7 separate regions of the Mus musculus genome follow, and regions 1, 2, 4, 5, 6 and 7 are each linked to region 3. The links are chromatin contacts, called in public HiChIP or PLAC-seq and promoter capture Hi-C maps. All regions are on one chromosome and are shown on one strand. The core of a region is the stretch at or near the end of the contact, and the rest is flanking DNA. Distances in the headings are between cores, read along the strand shown. Region 1 holds the start of Gjd3 (gap junction protein, delta 3). Region 2 holds the start of Cdc6 (cell division cycle 6). Region 3 holds the start of Acly (ATP citrate lyase). Region 4 holds the start of Thra (thyroid hormone receptor alpha). Region 5 holds the start of Hdac5 (histone deacetylase 5). Region 6 holds the start of Wipf2 (WAS/WASL interacting protein family, member 2). Region 7 holds the start of Nr1d1 (nuclear receptor subfamily 1, group D, member 1).

Region 1 (3,009 bases), core at 507-3,006, 1.5 Mb before region 3:
TGGTAGGAGTCAGTCACATTTATAGATTACAGGGAACAATGGCAGGTGGGACCAGAGATGAAGTAAGCCGAAAGCACAGCACTGTTTCAAGTCGAGCCCCACCCCAGTCCCAGTCAGCCTCCAAGGTGGAGCTTAGCTACCCTGCCTAGCCACTGGGCTACCCTGCCTGGCCACTGGGCCCAGAACACATCTGACTGAACAGGACTGTTTGCTGTCAGTTCCTGTTGGGGACAGAGTTGCCTCATAGGTGGCTGGGTTAGTGACTGACAGTGGTGGCGGATGCACACACAGAATGTACGTGTGTATAGGTGTGTATACAGAGCTAACACAGGACGCATGCGTACATGCATCCACACAGAGCCTTCAAGGACATACATGTACATTTCTGTGCACGCAGGCATGAACCCAGGTCTCTATCGCCTGTCACTTGGGAGATGTATACGTGTGGACACACGCATGTGCGGACCCTCACAAGCATACACATGCAAATACACACAGCTCATAGAGGTTTACTATGCTTGAGCAGCCAACCCATCTGAGTGTGTCCAGAGAGAGTGTGTGCAGAGCGCTCACGGAAAACCACTCTTCTCTGAATTAGCAGGGAACCTGGGAATGTTGCCATCACTGTTGATTTTTGTCCCCGGTGCAACAATCAGGTCACCCACGGCCGGTTTGCCGCCTCTCAGGGGAGCCCTTGGCGTCCTCCCTTTCCGCAGGGATCACAGCACCGAGGAGCCTCCCTGATTTAACACGGCTGCCGTAACCAGCACTAGGAAGTGCGACACCTCCCCCACCCGAACCCTGGCGGTCCCCTCTGCTCATCTTCTGCTCAGGCAGGGTCCTACGCAGTCTTTCAGAAGCAAAGCCTTCTGCCTCCAAGGACCCGGGTGCTGATATCCAGCCTCCGATCTCGCCGCTAGATGGCCAGGTCCTGGCGCACGGTAGCCAGCGACGCTTTGCTGTGGCCGCTGCCGCCTTCGCCCTCGCTGTCGCCTGCCGGTGAGCGGTGCGCGTAGGCTGGCGGGCCGAAAGGGTCGGGGTCCCCGCGCTGCGATGGCAAAGAGGGCGACGGCGGCGGCGGCGGGAGCAGCTTGGCGCGCTGGCGACCCTTCCAGAGCAGGTGACCCAGCTCCGCCACGCTGAGCAGCGCCGACAGCAGCCCGACGGCGAAGTAGAAGACCACGAAGACGGTCTTCTCGGTGGGCCGGCTCACGAAACAGTCGACCGTGTGCGGACAAGGTGGCCCGGCGCACGCGTAGTGCGGGTCCACGCGGAAGCCGTAGAGCAGCGCCTGGCCGCCCAGGAAAGCCAGCTCGGCGAGCAGGCGCAGAGCCACGCTCAGCAGGTAGCAGCGGCGCGCGCGGCGAGCGCGCAGGGCGCACGGGGAGCACGGCGCCTCGGCACGCCCGCGCGCGCACGGCGGGGCCAGCTGCGCACCACCCGCCTCCTTGCTGGCCTGGTGCATGGAGTAGATGACGAACAGCACCGGCGGCGCCGACAGCAGCAGGATGTGGAAGAGCCAGAAGCGGTAGTGGGACACCGGGAAGGCGCGATCGTAGCAGGTCTGGCGACAGCCGGGCTGCAACGTGTTACACACGAACTCCTCCTGCTCGTCCTCGAACACCGCACCTCCCACCGTGGCCAGCACCAGGATGCGGAAGATCAGCATGATCACCAGCCAGAGACGACCCACGAGCGGCGACTGTAGCTGCACCGCGTCCAGCAGGGAGCCTAGGAACGCCCACTCCCCCATGACGCTGGGGACGAGGAAAGGGGGTAGTCACAGGCTGGGGCGGGCTGAATACCCCCTGTCCCCCGCCACCCCCCACCCCCACCCCCACCCCCGTCCCTCAACAATCTCGGAGGGCGCCAGGGAAAGAATATTTTCTGGGGTTTAATGAGTTAATGTCAGAGTGTGAGGATAGTCCATCCTCAGCTATGGGATTCCTTCATATGGGCATAGAGGGGTGCTGAGGAGGGATTTCCCCGCACACCTGGCCTGGGCCTGCTTGGCTAGGGAGACCCTAAGGTTCCCCAGATTCTAGGTTCTTCTTCAGGGCCAACCTTGCTGGCCTGGCTTTTTGTGCCAGGAGCAAGAGCGGCTACTGGAGTCTAGAATTCTACGTTCCTTCTGTTTGAGACCCCTGGGAGCAAGGGGAGGGCCAGGCCGGGTGAGCCCCCACTGTCTCCTTTCTCTCTCACCTCGCAGCAGGGAACGCCTTTTGGGGTTGGAAGCTGACACAGAAGCCTGTTTTTCCAACTTAGGATCTCTCGCCCGCCCTCAATCTTCCCTTCCTCACCAACCTCAGCCAAGGAGACCGGGCACAGCCCCCTCGACTCCTCTCTGATAGCAATTATCAAGCATCTCTTGTAAGCCTCCCCAGACACACAGAATACACCACGTCCCGTCCCTGTAGACCCTTAGTGGCCTCTAGATGTCCCCAACCCCACTTACCCCGGGACCTGGGCCTTAGAGCTGAGCGGAGGACCTTGAGAGACAGCTGGGACCTGTCCCTCTGGGTCCCTCTTTCATTTTCCTTTTTGGCTTTGGCCGGGATGGATGATAGGACAAGTATGGCTGAGAGGGGCTAGCTCTCCCCCTTCTCTTAAAGGGACAGGGTGACCTGTGGTCCGGCTCCACCCTGGAAATAGATCCAGGGCCACACCCCTTGTTGGGTCCTTCCTGCCTTCTCTTTCCATCCCTTACCCCCCATGCCCATCCCATAGCCATGTCTCCATCTGGCGATGGACGGAGGCTAACTAGAGCTACATTTTTTTTTTTAATTGAGGGAGCCAGAGAGATCAATCATGGGAACCCTATCTCCTGGCAGACTCCTCAAACTGAAGACTAGGTCCACCACAACCAACTGACCCCATTTTTGAAGGGTCTTGTGGGCCAGAGGGAGATAACTTCGGCTTTTAGGGGACAACAAATATGGCTTTGGGGGGGGGGGGCTTTTGGTTCTGCCACTATTGGACCTTGGATGAGCCATGTAGGTCACTTGGGCT
Region 2 (2,953 bases), core at 193-2,692, 1.6 Mb before region 3:
GTCAGACTATTTAAAATGCAAATATCAGCTCTTACAATTAGTTATAAAAACTTCCTAGGGAGCCGGGCGGTGATGGCACACGCCTTTAATCCCAGCACTTGGGATTTCTGAGTTCAAGGCCAGCCTGGTCTACAAAGTGAGTTCCAGGACAGCCAGGGCTATAGAGAAACCCTGTCTCGAAAAATAAACAAACCAAACAAAACCAAAAACCTTCCTCGGGTGCTTATAAAGACTAATTAAGGTGATAGAGGTAAAATAACGAGCTCAGACCCACACACTTACGTTGGCTCTTCCCAGCTATTTGAAATGAGAGGTAACTGGCGATTGTGCTGTTGTGCTCCTACTTGTAGCTTTGTGTCTGTTTTATTTGGTATCAGACAATAAAAGATATATCCTATAGCCAGGTGTGGTGGCGCACACCTTTAATCTCAGCACTTGGGAGGCAGACCCAGACAGATCTCTTGAGTTTAAGGCCAGCCTAGTCTACGTAGTTCCAAGACAGCCAGAGCTACAAATAAAAAGTCTCAGAAAACAATAACAACCAAAACAAAACAAACCAAGAACAAAATCCCATAGACTTTACCATTACCTAGAATTGGGCTCTGGTCTTTAGAAGAACCCGAGTAACCTTGGAGCCTGACCTGCCTGCAAATGGCTGCTCTAGTTACATTTTTCATTAAATGCTCAGCTTGCCTTGCCGATAACTCTTTTCCTTGGGTCCCAGACCCTAGTGCTTGGCCATAAGAGATTTTCAAATTAAAGAGACATAATTTTACTCCCTATGATGTGTAGCTAGATGGATGTTAAGGCAGCACTTGGAATGTATGACCTTGAAATTATACGTTTGGTGTTGCACTTGTTTCTCACTGAGCAAGCGCAAGTCAACAAATAGTGAGATGATGTCAGTTTGCTTAGATAGGTCTAGAACTTGCCCCCCCGCCCCCCAAAAAAATACCCTGGTTCGAGTTATCAGCTCCTCCCCACAGAAAATTCTGTGACCTTATACATTCATTTGCTTCATGCCATACAGGACCGCCCCCCAAAAAGTAGGCCTTGTAGCCCTCTTAAAATCTAGCCCACCAGAATAATGAAAATAGGGATGTTTGGCAGATAAGATGAGCAAAGGTAGCCCAGTAGAATGAGGACGTTAGGCAACGGTGGGGAGGCTGGGTGGAGGACAAAGTAGAAATAAAAATACGGAAGTAGATGTGCGTAGAGGCAAAAAAAAAAAAAAAAAAAAAAAAACTACACTTCCCGCCAGGCTTTACGGCGTGACGCGCTCGTAAACGCGCGCCTTTCCTCCGAGGTCTCAAAAGTTAACGCCCTCCCGGGCGAGTGGGTGTGACTTCGTGGTGGTCGCTGAGACCTGGGGCTGTCCTATTGGCTGCCGGCCGTCACCGGCGAAGGCGTGGTGATGAGTGACAACTAATCAGAAGCCTGGCTGGACTTTGGCGGGAGACGAGAAGGCTGAAGTAGAGCGGCTTTGGCGCGAGTTGACTTTGCAGCTGCTGTAGAATTTGTGGCGGGAGAGTTTTTACGGTGGTGATCGAGACGCGAGGAGTGTGCACTGAGCGACACGGCCCTGAAGAGTGCAAAGCTCCGCGAGGTCTGGTGTCCAGAGAGGTGAGGCTGGTCCGAGCAAGGCCGGTGGAGAGCGGGAAATCGCCTGGGGTCTGAGGCTGGGTCAGGGAGGGGGTTGTGAGCTCTAGAAGCGGTTCGAGCACGCCGCGTTGGGAAGGAGAGAGCTGCTGGGAGGAAACGGTGTAGGGTGGGGTCGGGAGTTTGGTGGAGTGCTGGCTAGTTTTGAGCAGAGGACGCAGCTGCCCTTGCCCAGGACTTGGGAGAGCCTAAAGGTGACGGTCTGGAACCAAACCAGTGCTAAAGACGTCTCACATGTCTGCAGGGAAGGAGCTAAAGTATTATAGAAATAAATGGAGACAGACTTCTGGCATCATACAAGTGTAAGAACTTGGCTTCTGGTCCCAGGGTGCCCAGGGTGATAGCCGTGTGTTTCTGTGACTATCTCTTTAAGAGAGGGCTAATAGTGTCTACATTTGACGTATGGTAAGACTGTAGTGTGTAATATGTGTATAACGGAATGTTACACGTACTAGGCAGACAGACGTTACCCTTTATTACATAGATTTGCATGGGAAGCACAACTAAATGTTAAAAATGCTATGTTAACGTGATTTATGGAGTGCTGGTCCCCAATATAATTATTTATATTGCTCTGTGTGTTTTTCTCTTTGCTCTCCTGATTTTCCTTTGTATCCAGTTGTGTGGCCATCATGCCTCAAACCAGATCCCAGACACAAGCTACCATCGGTTTTCCGAAAAAGAAGCTATCTAATACCCTGAAGAAACCCAATTCCCGGGATTGTGAAGTAAAACTTAGAAACGTCCAGCCTGTACCCACCACTCCGTGTGTGGACGTAAAACTTCTGCCTCTCAGTCCCCGAAAACGTCTGGGTAAGCCCTCCGCTTTGTGAGTGCGACTTTGTGACTGAGCTCTCAGCCTTTCCTGCCTTGATGCTGAGGTGCCTGGCTCTTAAAACCAGAGCTGTATTTGCCTTCATAATGGCTGCCAAGTGTGTACCGAATTTCACGGTTGAGCCGTACACTAGAGATCATTTGCTAAGGAACCTAGGTTTGATCTTCATTTCCTTAGTTCTGTCCTTTACATTTCCCTTGAAGTTATAGTGTTATGGAACTCGCCTGCGTGCTTGTGAAATTAAGAGGAAACAAATAACCCGGGAGGTGGTGAGCTTGCTTTTAATCCCAGCACTCAGAAGGCAGAGGCAGGTGGGTCTCTTGAGTTTGGGGCCAACCTGGTCCACAGAGTGAGTTTCAGGCCAGCCTGGGTTAACCCAGAGAACTCCTGTCTTGAGAAAGAAAAATTTGATGAGATTCTTAATATTTTTTTAATTTTTGCTATCAAATAGTACTTGAC
Region 3 (2,941 bases), core at 257-2,756:
TCTACAGTGACTGCCTGAGGACTGAATTCACTCACTGAGGCCCCAGGAGCAGCCCAGAGGGAAGGGTGAATGAATGAAGCCTGCTTTTAAAGAAGACTCCTCTGGGACCCACTGAGGAGGGTCGACAAAACACTCTCACTTTAAGGGCTGGGGAGGGGGAGGGGATGACAAGCAAGCAATCCCCTATAGCAAAGGAACGGACAGAACTCTTCCGAGTATTCCCTGCTACAGCAGACAGTGTCTAAATAGAGATTAAAAACAGCAGCTACTCTGTCTTCAAGGCCTCCTTTTACTGCCCCCCCCCCCCGCAGAGGGGAGCGTTTAAGCAGCTTTCTAAGAGGTGGAAATGATCTTTCCAGGACAGTTATCTCTCGATAGTAAAGAAACCCGACATGCTGAGCAAAGTTAAAGCGGGGACAGACAGGGTTGGCTGGCAGACTAAAGTGCCTTATGCTGTCCTTTCCAAAATTATGTCAGGAGGGATCCCTCATAGCAGAATTTCAAGACTGAAGAAAGCAGCAAGCTTTGGGGACCAGACCTCTGCCAGGCCTGACAGGAGGTAGAGGTAGGTAGCATCCTTTGCACACACGCGCGCCCGCGCACATACACACACCCTAGGTGCTTGTCTCATCCAGACTCCTGAGCACTCCGACCATCTGTTGTTTGGGGGCTACACCAGTAGGGAGCTCCTTAGCAGGGAGAGCCCATCCAGCGCCGTCGCTCCGGAGCCAAGTCCTCGCAGCAAGGCCTCAGGCACTCTGAAGCAGCACGACCCCGCGTGGCCAGGGCCCGCTCCCTACACTTCGACATAGAGCTTAAGGGATTCACCACAGAACTAACAGGACAGGCCTGCTTGAGTCCGGCTTGCGAGCGGCCGGCGTGGAGAGAGTAGCCACCGCCATCTCTACTACCCGCCCCGGCATCCGGTGGGGAACCCGAATGGGGCCCAAAAAAGTGTCCCAAAAAAAGCCCGACTAGACTCGAGAGCTGGCCCTGGGTGGAGCTGAGAAGAAGCAGGACGCGCAAAGGCAATCCGGAGGAGGGAGAAGTAAGGTCGGTGGCAAGCAATGTGCAAACTCCCAGGAACTAGAATAGGATTGGGAGGGTGTAGACATGCGGCCCGCGGCTGGGGAGAAGACTACTATAAAGCTTAGACCCGCACAAAACTTCCGAGCAGGTGCAGGGAGCGCGCGGGAGCGCCCAGCCAGGGAGCCCGGAGGTGGTTCCGGGTTGGGGGAGGGAAGCAGGAAGCTTAGTGGGTACTGGGGGGTCGCACCCGCGCCTACGACTGCCGTACTCACCTCTTCGAGAAAGCCTGAGTGTGGCTCTCTGTCCGTAAGCACCAGCTCACCCCAACTCTTCGGATCGCTCCAGCCGCCTGCAGCAGCCGGGGATCCGGCTTTTGTTCCGGCCCAAGTGGGCTCCTCCCCGCCCCCCATCAGCTCACAGGCTAAGCAGCCCGGCGATTGGGCACACGCGTTCCCTAGCCTGAGCTCTAGGCTCCTCCCCATTCGCTGCTGTGGTGGCCCCGCCCTCAGGCCTGACCTGGGGCTGATGGGACTTGTAGTCCCGGACGTGGGCGGGGCCGTGGGCGGGGCCTAGGATGGGGAGATGGGCCGGGCGGCTCTAGGAGGAGAACCTACGAGGCTGGGGGCTGTGGCCTGATCGTTTCAGGGGCTGGGCCGGCCAGCCGCCGGGTTGGGTAGCTGAGGGAGGGGGTTGTTGGCCCAAAAGGCTATAGCACTTCTCCCTGGACCTGGCGTCCTCTTCCTCCCTCCCAGGAGAGCAACTGACGTTCTTATCCCAGGCTCTTGTAAGCCGCCACACCAAACCCAGTGCGTTAGACCTGCTTTTGAAAAGCTACGTCTGCTTTCCTTTCACACGTGTCGCCTCTCCGCTCCTGGAACCCTCCCCAGGGAATTTACCAGAGCCAGTCTACACGACCACGCTACACAATCAGACTGTCCGACCTAGGACATAGATTGGAGGAAGGGGTAAACTAGTGAGGCCAGAAGGACGCCAGTCCCAACGCGAGTCCTCTTACAGGCTCACCTGAGCGCGGATCTGGGCGGAGCTGATCATTTATCTGAGATTAAAACTTAGGACTGGGGCCATCCCTGCCCAACCTCTTGCTCCCTCCCCCAACCTCAAACTAAGACACCGAAAGCAATGAACAACCTCCTCTTTTCTGTTACTTGCGAAAGATAGAACATATTTTCCAAACCCAAAACTGGAGCGCCCAGTCTAACAGGTACCCGAGAACTTCTGGGGCAGAATAGATAAATCATAAGGTCCTGGAAATCAGGAATTCACTGCTTCCCTGGAGTGGAAGCCTCTCTTGCTTGTCCCCTAGTCCCAGTATGTCTTCCCAGATGGACCCAGAAACTAACAATTTTCCAGCTCTAGGAAGGAGGCCAGAATCATCCTTTAATCAGCTCAGGTGATGCGTCAGCCCAGGGTGCAGAGAATCTGCATGGCTGTGCCCCTGGCAAAAAACCCTGGGTCAAAAGCTCCCTGCAACAATGTTGCAACACTCTCCTGGGCAAACACTTTCCCAAGGCCCCCCACTCCCAGGCCCTTTTCGGCCAGTCTTTGGATGGCTGAACTTGTAACACCCATTCTTGACCAGCGTGTGCTCCTTTTTTTGTTTGTTTGGGTTTTTTTTTTGTTGTTGTTGTTTTGTTTTTTACGAGACAGGGTTTCTCTGTGTAGCCCTGGCTGTCCTGGAACTCATTTTGTAGACCAGGCTGGCCTCGAACTCAGAAATCCGCCTGCCTCTGCCTCCTGATTAAAGGCGTGCCACCACTCCTGGCTAGCGTGTGCTCCTTGATGACGTCTTTTTTTTTTTTTTTTCTTGGTCCCTTCCCTAATACTCATTCTTTAGAAATAACAGTTTAGAGTGCCCCTTGCTCCTGCAGTTGAGGGAGAGGCCTAGAACCTA
Region 4 (3,210 bases), core at 365-2,864, 1.8 Mb before region 3:
CAGCTGTTGCATGTCCGCTGGGAGCCGGGACTGAGCTGGTTCATTTACTGTTTGCTGACTCTGCACACTGGAGCCTCAATTTCCCCACTGCAGCTGCCGCTGTACAGTGCAGGCTTCTTTCAACCATTGTGTGTGTCCTTCAGTCCCCCTTGCCATCCCCAGTAACCGTAGGCTTCCACTTCGTTCCTCCCTCATCCAGCTTCCTGTCCCTTCCCTATCGGGAGCCCCACGAGAGGCATTCTCCCTTCTCCTCATCCCTTGTAAACCCTTAAAACCCCTTGTAAGAGAAGTGAGTCCATTGGCTCAGGATGTAGGTGGCTGGAACTAAGATGTGCAAGGGCAGCCCAACTTGGAGAGACTGTTGGTCAGCAACCCACTCAGCAAACGATTCTATCCAGTATGAACTGAACGGTTAGAAGAGCAGCTCCCCAGACACACTCTCTGGCTCCTCCCCAAGAGCAGGCTGTGGAGGCAGGGCTCCGCCCTGGGAGCCGTGGGAAGGCTATGGCCCCCGCTGGTAAAACTGGGCTAATGATAGCGGGGGAACCGGCGGGGCCAGAGGGGGGTGCTAGGGTAATTAGACCTCTGCCTGGCGGTAGTAGATCCCAAGATGAAAGGGGCTCTGGCGTCACTGGCAGGGTTTTATGTCCACGAATGCAGGTGTGTGTGTGTATGTGTGTGTGTGTGTGTGTGTTGTGTGTTTTGTGTGTGTGGTTGGCGCACGTGCGCGCGCGTGCGCGCGCAAGGGTCCGGAACTGGCATGGAGACCTCTCCTTTGAGAAAAGGAGTCCACCTATTTGCAGCCACTCTGTTGCTTAGATTGGCCCTTGAACCATTTGGATTTTGATGGTATACACAGGAGAGGAAATATCACCTCTGAGAAGCTGGGAGATAAGGGGCTGTAGCGAGTCTTGTCCACCCCCATTCCCCAAGCTTAGTATAGGAGTATATTGTTGGGGAATGGCTGGTGGGCAGTGACTAGAAAGAGCTTCCATGGAGAACAGAGACGTTTGCAAGAGGAGACAGTGGATTCAGCATTAATGTTAGAAACGAGAGAGGAGGCACAATGTGGAACGAGCCTCCAAAACGGCTAGAAATAGGATGGTTGAAGTTAGGAGGATTTCAGAAGTAACCTGTCCAACCTTTGGATTTTGTGCTCTTACCCTGGATGCTGTAATGTGTTCAAGGTCACACAGGGAGTTGTTCGCAAAGAAGGGACCCGAACTCTGAAACTACCCTTAGCGTTTGGTATCTGGACTTCCTCCCGGATTTATAAGGTGCAGTGATCTCCTCGGTCCTTCTCCCCCTACCCCAGGGTGCAAACCAGAACCCCCCTCCCCCAATTCTCCTCGCAAATGAAAGCTATTTTATTTGAAAATGACATCTTTCTCAAAACGTGTCACCGACCGTCGCTCCTGGATGGAGCCGTAGGGGGGGCGGGGGTGAGGTGGGCGAGTCTGAGCCTGGTAGGGGCCAAGGCGGTAGAGGGGCTGCGGGGCGGCCGGCCAGGAGCTGGGGAGCGGCGGGGGGCGAGGGGCGGGGACCGGCGACTGCGAGGCGGCCTGCAGGGAGCAGCCGCGAGCCGGCCGGGCGCGCGGAGCTGGAGCCCCAGCCGGAGCGGGGCGGGGGAGGGAGGAGCCAGAGCGGCCGCCGCCTCTGCCGGAGGAGCCGCGGGGCCGCCACACTCGCCCCCCGCCCCCCCGCGCTCACTCGCACTCACACCCCGGCGCTGGAGGCGGGCGGCCCGGGCCCCACCGGCCCCCCATGGACGCCCCCGGCACGGGGCGCTGAGACCCCCGCGTCGTTGCTCAGCTCGGACCAGCGCGCCAAGCCGAGGTAAGGAGGAGGGAGCAAGGGGGCATTAATATGCAAATGCATCGCGATTGATTATGCAAAGCCGCGGGTCTCTGGCCAGCTTGGAGGCGGGCTGGGGGCGCCCAGGGGGTTCCCGCCGCCGACCTCAGTCTTTTCCGGCGCCCGGGTGACCCTGTCACAGCCCGAGAGCTAGCCACTTACGCCCTGGGGAAAGAAGGTGCTGTTAAGTGGTCGGTGGGCCCCGGGGTTCGCCCAGGGAGATGGCGTCTGGGCCTCCCCTTCGAGGGCCCGCCCCGGCCTCTGTCCGGCCGGTCTGCTGCGCATTCCCGGGTTGGGCCCCGCTGCCTGCCGAGGCTCCCCCGCCCGCCCCGCCGCGGTTTGTTTACGGTGTGCCAGAAGCTTGTCGTGTCCCCCCACCCCCCCAGCCAAAGAGACCGAATGGCCTTTGCAAAGCTGTCTCTAGCTAGGAAGGGCAATGTGGGTGCGGCAGGGTGGAGGGGCTTGCATGGGCTGGAGGAGAGAGAAGCCCCCCTCCCCTCCCCACCTCTCCAGTTGAGCATGGCTTTCTGGTTGCAACACTCCTAATTGCAAAAACGCGGCGGGTGGGGTGGGGTGGGGGGAGTGTGAGCTTGTAGTAGTGGGGGTGTACTTGATGGTCCCTAGATGATTAGGAGAATTGTTGGCCTGTGGTTGGGGAAGAGAGGAAGAAATGGACCCGTGTTCTGTGTGTGTGTGTGTGTGTGTGTGTGTGTGTGTGTGTGTGTCCGCGCGCGCGCGCGTGCATGCTCCCCGTTTCCCTCCCTTGCAACGTGTCTCTGGTGCCCCTTTTCTATCTTGGGCCCTCCCTTGTCCAGTGTGAAAAGAAGGCCTGGGAAGATGTCAGAGGCAATGAAGAGAGCCACCCATTTTAGGGACTGGAGGGGGGAGCACACAGAAGGAAAGCCAGGGAGACGGGAGGCCTGCCCCTGAATGCTGGCTCTGGACCCAGGAGGGGGAGGGGATGAAGGGGGCCATTGTCCAAGATGAAGGGGGAGGCAAAGGTGACATGCAGACAACAGATATGCCTACACAGACAGCTACATGCTCACTCGGGGACATCCAGGCAGATTCAAGGACAGGAGCTGCTGGACACACCCACATGGGGACAAGGGAAGAGGCAGGCCTCCACTGCAGAGTGGAGCTCAAAGGGTGGGACACACCCACGGGAGACCAAGAGCAGGGCGGAGAGACGGCCTATGCACATACCCACGCATAGGATCACAGGGAGATGCTGTCACACAGGGGTAAGAAGGAGTCATTGTCACCCACACCGAGAAAGTCACTATCGAATGCATGCATGCACACATGCACACACACAGCAATTGGACACAGTCGCACAATCATAAAAGACCCTGT
Region 5 (2,784 bases), core at 246-2,745, 1.7 Mb after region 3:
CAACATGGTTCATCCGTAGCCCATCTCCACAGCCAGCATGGGCTCTTGGGTCCCAGTGTGGAGGGCATAAGAGCCTGGGAGACCCTCCCTGCCTGCAACCTTAGGACCTAAGTGGAGGGCCAACAGGTTCCAATGTAAGGATTAGCCAGAGGTCTTCTGGCCCAAACCAATCTCCCATCCCTGCCTCCTTTTGTTCCTAGGATCTAACTCTATCTTCCCCTCCCACTGATCCCTAAACCCCTCTCTCCATTCCCATTCCCAAGATCCAAAGCTAATTCCAGGACCCAGAAGCATAGTGGTCACTACCAGAGTGATGGGTACACACACACACTACACACACTACACACACACACACCACACACACCCCAAAAGCAACTGCAGCTGCTATCCTTCCTCTTCAGGGACAAAGCTCATCTCAGAAGGCCAAACGCAGGGACATGAAGTGGTCACCTTCTCCCCGAAATGAAACACACTCCCCGCGCCCCCCCCCAGCTCTTAGATTAATTACTTATCGTCCAGCCAGTTCTCATCTTCCTGAGGGCCCCAGGGATGGGTGGGGAGGGGGGAAGCCGACTCCCCCAAGTTAACAAGGCACTATTAGAACCTCTGCCCCATGAGAAACAAACCCAAGATGAAAACTGGGCGCGGGAGTGGGGTGGGGAGATCTGCCCTAGCCAAGAAAGATCACCAATTCATCTCCCAGCTCTTTCCCGAGCTCCAGGGTGTCAGACAGAAGAGGGTGGTAATAAACGCAGTAACGCCTCACAGGCGAGGGGGTGAATAGCACAGACAAGTAAGATGGGCCCCGCAGTCCTCTTCCACCTGCAGGGACGTCAAGGACATAAAATCAAGGGTATGTTCTTCGCCACTTGGAGAAGCACTGTGGGTGGGCTGCGCCCCTCACCTCAGAGTAACAAGAAAGGGGTGTCTAGTGAAGAGAGGGTCTGCCCAGAATGCGGGTTGCAAGGCTCAAATCGCAGTTGCAACGGATTATGAGCCGCCGGGGAGGAGACAAATCAGACATCCCCGGCCGGTCTGCGGGACATTTGGGGGCGCGGGGTGCGGGGTGCGGGAAAATCGGCCCCTCCCTTACCTGCAGAGAAGGAGCCCTGCAAGGGAGGGATGAGGAGGGGCGCGCGCGGCGAGCCAAAGGCGACACTCCCCGGGCCCAGCGACGCTCCCTGGGGGTGCGGGCTGGCTCGGCGCGCGCGCCGGGAGGAAGGACAGGGTCGCGGGGAGCCCGCGGGCAGCGACGGCGGGAGGACGGGACGCTGCGGGGCGTCCCGGGGCCGTGGGAGGTGGGGTCCTGGCGGGTGCGGCGCGCTCACCCGCTGCGGCTCGAGCTCCGGCTTCGCGGGCGGCGGCGGCAGCAGCGGCGGCAACAGCAGCGGCAGCGCCTCCTCGACGGCTCCTCCATCTTTGCGGCGGCTCCTCCGGCTCCGCTCGCCGCCGCCACCAACAACAACATTCGGAGACGTCACTCTCGTCACGTGACCCGACCCCGAGCTAAAAATAGGCTCAGACCCCCCCTTTTTCGGGCTTCAACCGAGAACCCTCCCCTCCCATTCGGCCCTCCCCTCAGATGGGCGGGACCAATAGCGCCACCGTGACAGCTTCTTAAAGGGCCAATGCCCAGCCCAAGGTTAGGCTGGGGTGGAGGTGGCAGAGAAGGGATCCCGATCTCTTCGCCAAGTAATGAACTGAGTAGAACCCGGACCCCGGCTGCTGCAGGGGCTGGATGTGTGGGATTTACGATTTTGTTCTCTGTGCTTTTTCGACTTCCTTTTCAAACGGCGGATGGTGCAATCTTTGCCCGCCTGAGCTGTTCCCTAACACGCCCTTCCCTCGTTAGGGGGAGGGTAGAGGGGGGTGGAATCCTAGGGGCTGCCTTGGAAGTGGAAGCCCCTGCAGGCGCGTCAAAGCTGAAAGATTAGCTTGGACAAGTCTCTAACCCACCGTGCTAATATGGCACAGCGCTGCATCTTGTTAAAAGAAACTCCTTGGAGAAAGCCAGCATAGGTTGTAACTGTCCCTGGCCTTCAAAGGAACAGACCAAGAACCTAAAAGTCCGCTGGTCCCCAACTTTGATACCACACATACTACTACCACGTCAGTGGAACTGAACATGACTGTATCATTAAACCTACATTGTTTTGTCAATGACCTAGCAATTTTCCTAGCAAAAAATGTATTCTAAGAAAATATTGTGCTCCAAAATGAGTATAGGAAGAGATTGTTTGTTATATGAGATGTCAGAAACAACCTAAATAAATATCCATCAGGTAGGTATCTGCAAATAAACTAGGAGACATCTATTTAGTAAGTTATCATACAGATGCTCAAAATTATACATATGTGGGGGGTGTAAAAGCGGCTTTTGGGGCGTTTGACAGGAATCTGACATTGGTCAAGGACAAGAAAATGAGATTCAGGCAGGAATCTGACATTGGGCCATGACAAGGGAGTAAGTTCAGGTAGGAATCTAATTTTAGGGTGGAACAAAGAAGTAGATTTCAGGCAAGAATGTGATTTTGGGCTAGGACAGGGAAGTAGGCTCAGGTATCTTGGTCATCCTGACAAGCTCTTAGACTTTGTTTATTGCCTTGACATACGGCTTTAATCCCAGCACTTGGGAGGCAGAGGCAGGCAGATCTCTGAGTTTAAGACCAGCCTGGTCTACAGAGTGAGTTCCAGGACAGCCATACTGAGAAACCCTGTCTGGAAAAAACAAACAAACAAACAAAACAAAATATCCATTAGTTCCAATACTTTATACAAACGTTC
Region 6 (3,151 bases), core at 594-3,093, 1.7 Mb before region 3:
GGGTCTACATATCGTTGAGCAACCGAAGACGGGGCAGGTAAGGAGATGAAGGAAAGAGTTCAGAAGCTCTAGTTAGTAAACAGTGCAGATTCACTGCATTTCTCGTCCAGCCGCCCCATTATCAGATATTCATGACGTAGCTATCTGAGCATCTTTACCTTTGCATCCACTGATCATGCCTGGTATGTGTTCCCCGCCTTCACTGATTAGTAACAAAATCCTATTCATCTTTTTTCTTTCCTCCTCTTTCTCCTCCTTCTTTTTCTTCTTCCTCTTTCTTCTTCCTCCTCCTCTTTTTTCTTCTTCCTCCCCCTCTTTCTTCTTCTTCCTCCTCCTCTTCTTCTTCTTCTTTTTAAAAGATTTATTTTATATATGAGTGTACATTGTCACTGTCTTCAGACACACCAGAAGTGGGCATCAGATCCCATTACAGATGGTTGTGAGCCACCATGTGGTTGCTGGGGATTGAACTCAGGACCTCTGGAAGAGCAATCCGTGTTCTTAACCACTGAGCCATCTCTCCAGCCCCCTTCTTCTTCTTGTTTTGTTTGTTTTGGTGTTCTGAGGCAGAATTTCTCTGTGCAGTCCTGGCTGTCCTGGAACTTGCTCTGTAGACCAGGGTGGCCCCCAGCTAAGAGATCTGCCTGCCTCTGCCTCCTCTGAGCTACAGAGCCCAGCAAAATTCTACTCATCTTGCAGGGGCTAGTTCAAACCATTTACAAATCTCTTCTCATTCTTCAGCAGGAATTCATCACTCCTGTGACATCCCGGCACATGTCACAACTCTAATCGCACACTGACTTGGACGTCAGCTGTCTGTTTACATGCCAGCCCGCATGAGCACCATACACCAGCATGGTGAGCTCCCGGAGGGCAGAAGCTGTCTGCTTGAGTCACATCTGGAACCATCCCCAGGTACAGAGCTCAATGAATGGCCCAAAGCAAATGTTCAATGTGACATTTAGCACTAGTGGGTGGGGCAGAACAGAGGGAAAACAAAAATAATAACAGGCTATGGCTTATCACATGCTTTCCCATTCATTCATTACCTGATGAGCCTTCAAGCACTGTGAGAAAGGACAAACACTATGAGGTAGCTGAGACCCACGAACACACAGTTAGTGAGTGGGGATTAAGTGCTAGCTGATATTGGCCTTTTACTTGAGGTTCAGCCCTGGTCACTGGGTTGACTGGATGGAGAAGCAGTGAGACATAGGGTAGCAATGGGGTTGCTTGGTGTGGTGGCGAGCTTTGTGTATGAAGATGAGATCCTTAGTCATCGGCAACAGAGTTAAGCAATGGAAACCAGCAAGCGACAAGGACTCCCCTCTCTCATCCAAGCACCTATAGAGGAGTTCACAACACCATGCCTCAGCCTACCGAGCTGGGGATCACTAGTTAAGTGGTTACAACGACCTAACCAATGACCTGCTAGAAGAAGCTCGCCTCTCTGTTGCTATGACAACCAGAGCTTGTCTGTTGGGCCTCTTCAAGGGTACTCTAGACCATATTAGGGCTTATGGTGTGTGTGTGTGCGCGCAAAAAAATAAACACGAAAGAAAACATACTTGAGATACATCAGTTAGCTCACTGGTTCTCTACCTGCGCAATTTTAAAGGTCGAGACGCTCAGGCCGCATCCAACCAATTAAATAAGCATCTCATGGACCGAATCCTGGCATCACTCGTTACTGAAAGCCTCGCAGGCGGCCCCAGTTGCAGTCCCAAGATGCAAACGGGACTTCCAACTGCGGACTCGCGACCTTCTCAAGATGGTGGCGCTCCGCCCCCACGTGCGCCGGTAGAGGGCAGGCTTCCCTGAGCGCATGCGTCCCGCGGCCCTCGGCCCTCGGCTCCCTCCTCCTTTTCCCCCGCCTCCATTTTGTTCGCGGACGCTGGGGACGGTGGGAGCGGATCCATTTCCGGGTTGGTAAAAGGGGCGGCGGCGAGAGAGAGAGAGAGAGAGAGAGAGAGAGAGAGAGAGAGAGAGAGAGAGAGAGAGAGAGAGAGAGAGCGAGAGAGAGCGAGAGAGCTTGCCGCGGGGCGAACGAGCAGGACTAAACCAGGACTGAGGTGACGGAGGATTCGCTCCCGGAGCAGCCCCCCGCCGAGTGGGAAAGACGCCGGGGCGGCTGAGCCCGCCGCTGAGGTGACCTGCGGACCTGAGTGGGAGGGAGAGCCGGGAAGGGGGGACTGTGGTGGGGGGGGGGAGGGACACCGGAGGAGGGGCCTGATGCGGAGAGGGGGTCCTGGGGGCGGGGCCTGGAGACCCTGGAGAGGGGGCGTGGGCCATCCGAGTGGAGGGCGGCGGGGACCGACTGAGCAAATGGGCAGGAGGGAGGTTTTTTGAGAGACAGGAAATTAGAGATCCTGAAGGGTTGGGTGAGGTGAGTAAGACTGGCAACTCTGGGTGAGGTAGGAGGGGAGCCGTGCGCGGAGGGGGAGATGGGGAAGGGAGGACCTGTTGGGGAAAGGTAATTATTGGCAGGATGCTCTCGAGTTTAGGAGGATCGGTGTGACGTTTCGGGATTGATCGGGGTGAGGAGGAGGATTGAGAGCGAACGTGTTTACACTGGGGGAGATGTTGAGAGTGTGGGATGAGAGGGAGTCGGAGTGATGTTCTGAGATGCTCTTGGAAGCACCTGCAGTTGAAGGATCCCTGTTGGAGCGGCGTGAAATTGAGGGAAGATGAAAATCTGAAGGCGCTCGCTAGACGTAGGCTGTGTGTGCGGTCGAGTTACTGATTAGGAAGGCATATTCTGGAAGGATAATATTGAAACGAGGAGCTGGAGGAAGCTGGTGTGCACTGGAATCTACCTCTGTCCCCGCTTCTGCTGGCCTTTAAATCCTGATCCACCTGCTACATCTGATCCCTGAAATTCTTCTTTCTTTTTCTCTTTCTCTTTCTTTTCTTTTCTTTCTTTCTTTCTTTTTTTTTTTTGAGACACTTTGTCTGTGTAACCCTCACTGTCCTGGAACTCAGAGTCTGTAGACCAGATTGGCCCGGAACTCACAGTGATCCGCTGGCCTCTACCTCAGAGGGAGGCGTGGGCCACTATGACTGCCCAGCCCCGTAAACTATATTTGTTTGTTTGTTGTTTTGTTTCTTTCAAGACAGGGTTTCTCTCTGAAACAGCCCTGGCTGTTCTAGT
Region 7 (3,090 bases), core at 351-2,850, 1.8 Mb before region 3:
GAGTCAGCCCAGCTTCACCCAGATCTAGGCGGAGAAGGGCGGGGCGGGAGCCTGGCCCTCAGCTGGCCTCACGTCCCCACTCCACGTGTGCCCCTCGCACGTGGCACCCCAACGAGGAACCCCGGAACTCGAAGCACCGCCTTCTCCGCTTCCCTTCTGTCGCAAGGAAAACCCCGCCCTCGCCCCGCCCCTCCCGGGCGTCCTGGGTCGTAGGCTGGCCCTAAAACCAAGCTGGGCCGGGACAACTGAGGGGAGGAGAGAAGGCGACAAGCGTTGCTCCGGCAACTTGAGGGGCGGAGCTCATTATGTAACGAGGCCGGGAGGCAATGACCAATGAGATGGCGGCCACGGCTTCTACTGAATGAAAACAAATGCAGCACGTGGGCCCGGCTCTGCAGCCATGTGAGCCCTCCCCAGGCTAAGTCGCTGTGGGTGCCCTGCCTGGAGATGAGTCCCAAGCACCCGACTCCTCAAATGAAGCTCCCCACTGCCGCTGAGGATTCCCCTGTGAACTCTGACCCAGTCACGCAAACCCACCAGCCCGGATCGCCCCACTTCCCAAGACTACCTGGAAGTAGGCTAGAACTGTAGAAAAGGGAAAAGAGACAGGCATACTATAGCTGCAAGGAGTGGGCAAATGGGGACGTGTCCAGAGACTGCTTCAAAATGCTGAGTCTCCCTAAACTCTTCCACTCGCCACTGGTATCCACCCTCCATTTCATCCGTTCTCGGACTGAGGGGAACTCAGGGGGTGCTAGTGATGCGTTTTAGGCACATTCCCAGCCGTAATAACCCTCTTTAGAAATCTTACCTAGTGGCTTTCATCTTAGCACAGTAACAAACACCAGCCAGAGGGAATCCCCAATCCCTTACAAAGTTCCTCTCATAAGCCTTGGATGGAAATGGAGACAGTGACAGAGCAAAGATAAGAATCTCAGTACCTGTGTTGTTATTGGAGTCCAGGGTCGTCATGTCTTCACCAGCTGAAAGCGGTCATTCAAACTGGACCTTGACACAAACTGGAGGTTGTGATGGCCTCTCTCGCCCCCTGGGCAATGGCTGAGGGAGACGAGTGAGCCCCGCAGTTCGCAATCAGGATTCCAGGCACTGAGCAGTAAGGTCTTGGGGTGGCTATACTGCAGCCCTCCAGAAGGGTAGGACGCTGAGGCACCTGAGATCTGATTTGCATGGGAAGAGCAGAGAGTGTGTGTGTGAAGAATCAGCCTGCAGCAGTTCTGGCTATAAGGTAGCAAGGAGAGTCGGGTCTCTGCAGTGCACCGGATGCCACTCCTGAAGGCTCCGCAGTGAAGCAGGGTAATGAATCTGGAGCTCCGGGTGCAAAAGTCCCAAAGGAAGAGAAGCTGCAACCAGGAAGTAAGTAGGTGATGGAGAAATGAGGCACCAGGACGCAAAGAGAGACGTGTGCCCTGCTACGTTTCCTCAGCAGTAATATTTCACTCTGCCAATCTCAACCGCCTTTTGCCCGAGCCTTTCCCTGGGACAGAGGGCTCTGCGCAGGCGCCAGCAGCCCAGGGTTCCCGGGCCGCACGCGGCACTGGAGCAGGTACCATGTGATTCCAGGGAGCGCCTCGTGCCCCAGTGACACACTTTTCCAGCAGCCGGCACGTTGAGATCTGTGCGCCTGCGCACCGCCAGGATTGTTGGGATTTGTAGTCTACTGACAATGTAGGTGGAGTGTGCCTATTCCTTTTCTGCTTTGCAAAAGTGCTTGCTGGCAGCGGGGAGGAGCTGAAAGTGGACTGGGGTGGGGTTTTCTGAAGAGTCAGGGTGGCGTGTTTGGAAAGCCTTGTATGGCAAGGGCATGTGAATTCCTGGGGAGGGCCTGGCAAGCTTTACTGCTCCGTGGAAGATCAAAGCTAAAAGGCCCTTTCTGCAAACCTAGCAAACGTGAGAGCTTCACGTGATTGGAGAACTGACCTCACCCTGAGGTTAGTGGTGACTAGGGGGAGAAAGACAAGCTGGGAGGAGAGATTTCCCTTAAATCAAGAACTTAAGCATCTTTTGCTATGGTGACAAGGTGGGCGACAAGCAGTGTAAATAAAACCCCTTTCTCTTCTTCACCCTAACCCCAGCCCCCACGGGTAGGACTGGCATAGCACGGGGATATCCCTAGGGACTCCCTGTTTGCTTATATGACACCACACTGCCCACTCAAGTGACTTTGGGGTGAGTCATTTCCCTTTGTCTGGGAAATAAAAAGGAGAACAAAGGGAAAGTGCTCTGAGGTCCTCATAGAGAGAGGGGGGTCTGCTCTCTGCAGGGCTTCATGATAGCAGAAGAAGCCCACAGTTTAGGGAGAACATGAGGATCATTTAACTCCCACCCCTCAACTCCCCGAATTGGCAGGGTGTAGTGGCTCGTGCCTGCAATCACCGTCCTTGAGAGGCTGAGGTAGGAGGACTGTCGTGAATTTGAAGCTGACTTGAGCTGCAAAGCAAGCTCCTACTAAGCGAGGAGGGAGTGAGGATCTTCCCTCCTCTTACTGAAGAAGAAAAGGGACCGCCATCTCAGGGACTGGCTCAAGGTCAGGCATTCACTGCTTATTTCTTGTGACCGTCCCGTCCCTGAGATGGCGGATAAATGAGCACATGAAGCACTTAGCATCTCTCTCAGAGCAGCAGTCATCTCAGGAGTGAGAAACACAGAGGCCTGGGGGAAGGGGTCTGTTCTCTGGGGCTTGGGTTGTAAAGAGAGATGGACACGTATCTTCAAGCAGTCGAGTAAGCCCCAGCCACCCTGCTCCTATCTCCAAGTCCTCTGTAATCTCTACACTTGGGGATGGAGGGGGGGTGCTTTTTTTTTTTTTTTTTTAACCTTAAGTCTTTCTCTACTTGCACTTAGGAAGCTCCAGAGAGTTCTGGGAATCCTGGGAAGCAAGCTACCTTGGAGTCAGAGAAAAGCATACGGGGAAACTGAGCCAGGAGGACCACTTTGAGCTCAGTGATTTGAGACTTAAACAACATGAGACCCTCAAAGCTGGAATTAGGGGTACCAAGGAGAAAGAAAGCTGAATGTTAAGGTCAATGATCTTGACCGGGTTAACCACTGATCATCTGAAGGTTAGACTTT

Evidence for each region. Promoter capture Hi-C pulls out the DNA fragments that hold promoters and counts their contacts. HiChIP or PLAC-seq counts read pairs in DNA pulled down with a chosen protein or histone mark.
Region 1: a contact with region 3 is called in an H3K4me3 HiChIP or PLAC-seq map of embryonic forebrain, with 2.9 times the contacts expected there. The contact joins the promoter of Gjd3 here to the promoter of Acly in region 3. A contact is called at or near these places in 3 of 39 promoter capture datasets (cranial neural crest, liver and pre-B cells), 5 of 115 datasets of contacts at active chromatin or transcription factors (embryonic forebrain, embryonic stem cells, epiblast stem cells and 2 more) and 1 of 9 other capture datasets (embryonic stem cells).
Region 2: a promoter capture Hi-C map of cranial neural crest shows a contact between it and region 3. The contact joins the promoter of Cdc6 here to the promoter of Acly in region 3. A contact is called at or near these places in 2 of 39 promoter capture datasets (cranial neural crest and hippocampal neurons) and 2 of 115 datasets of contacts at active chromatin or transcription factors (embryonic forebrain and embryonic stem cells).
Region 4: a promoter capture Hi-C map of pre-B cells shows a contact between it and region 3, with 5 times the contacts expected there. The contact joins the promoter of Thra here to the promoter of Acly in region 3. A contact is called at or near these places in 3 of 39 promoter capture datasets (cranial neural crest, pre-B cells and second pharyngeal arch cranial neural crest) and 1 of 115 datasets of contacts at active chromatin or transcription factors (embryonic forebrain).
Region 5: a promoter capture Hi-C map of pre-B cells shows a contact between it and region 3, with 3 times the contacts expected there. The contact joins the promoter of Hdac5 here to the promoter of Acly in region 3. A contact is called at or near these places in 1 of 39 promoter capture datasets (pre-B cells) and 1 of 484 Hi-C or Micro-C datasets (B cells).
Region 6: an H3K4me3 HiChIP or PLAC-seq map of stem cell-derived neural progenitor cells shows a contact between it and region 3, with 3 times the contacts expected there. The contact joins the promoter of Wipf2 here to the promoter of Acly in region 3. A contact is called at or near these places in 1 of 39 promoter capture datasets (hippocampal neurons) and 4 of 115 datasets of contacts at active chromatin or transcription factors (astrocytes, embryonic hindbrain, embryonic stem cells and 1 more).
Region 7: a promoter capture Hi-C map of pre-B cells shows a contact between it and region 3, with 10 times the contacts expected there. The contact joins the promoter of Nr1d1 here to the promoter of Acly in region 3. A contact is called at or near these places in 1 of 39 promoter capture datasets (pre-B cells) and 1 of 115 datasets of contacts at active chromatin or transcription factors (astrocytes).

Annotation. Positions count from the first base shown.
Region 1 is chr11:98,981,264-98,984,272 of GRCm38.p6, forward strand. It overlaps Gjd3 (gap junction protein, delta 3), which reads right to left and starts at 1,757. Exons shown (of 1, transcript NM_178596.3): 1 at 1-1,757. The coding sequence starts at 1,753. The coding sequence ends at 917.
Region 2 is chr11:98,906,359-98,909,311 of GRCm38.p6, forward strand. Cdc6 (cell division cycle 6) reads left to right here and starts at 1,443. Exons shown (of 12, transcript NM_001025779.2): 1 at 1,443-1,623; 2 at 2,279-2,472. The coding sequence starts at 2,292. RefSeq lists an enhancer at 1-283.
Region 3 is chr11:100,526,494-100,529,434 of GRCm38.p6, forward strand. It overlaps Acly (ATP citrate lyase), which reads right to left and starts at 1,507. Exons shown (of 28, transcript NM_134037.3): 1 at 1,302-1,507.
Region 4 is chr11:98,740,171-98,743,380 of GRCm38.p6, forward strand. It overlaps Thra (thyroid hormone receptor alpha), which reads left to right and starts at 1,615. Exons shown (of 10, transcript NM_001313983.1): 1 at 1,615-1,836.
Region 5 is chr11:102,228,677-102,231,460 of GRCm38.p6, forward strand. Hdac5 (histone deacetylase 5) reads right to left here and starts at 1,496. Exons shown (of 27, transcript NM_010412.3): 1 at 1,329-1,496. Mir8101 (microRNA 8101) reads right to left here and starts at 1,474; the gene lies at 1,364-1,474.
Region 6 is chr11:98,861,755-98,864,905 of GRCm38.p6, forward strand. It overlaps Wipf2 (WAS/WASL interacting protein family, member 2), which reads left to right and starts at 1,844. Exons shown (of 8, transcript NM_197940.2): 1 at 1,844-2,148.
Region 7 is chr11:98,773,777-98,776,866 of GRCm38.p6, forward strand. Nr1d1 (nuclear receptor subfamily 1, group D, member 1) reads right to left here and starts at 1,601. Exons shown (of 8, transcript NM_145434.4): 1 at 942-1,601. The coding sequence starts at 972. It overlaps Gm31862 (a long non-coding RNA gene), which reads left to right and starts at 1,635. Exons shown (of 4, transcript XR_880204.3): 1 at 1,635-2,038; 2 at 2,863-3,090.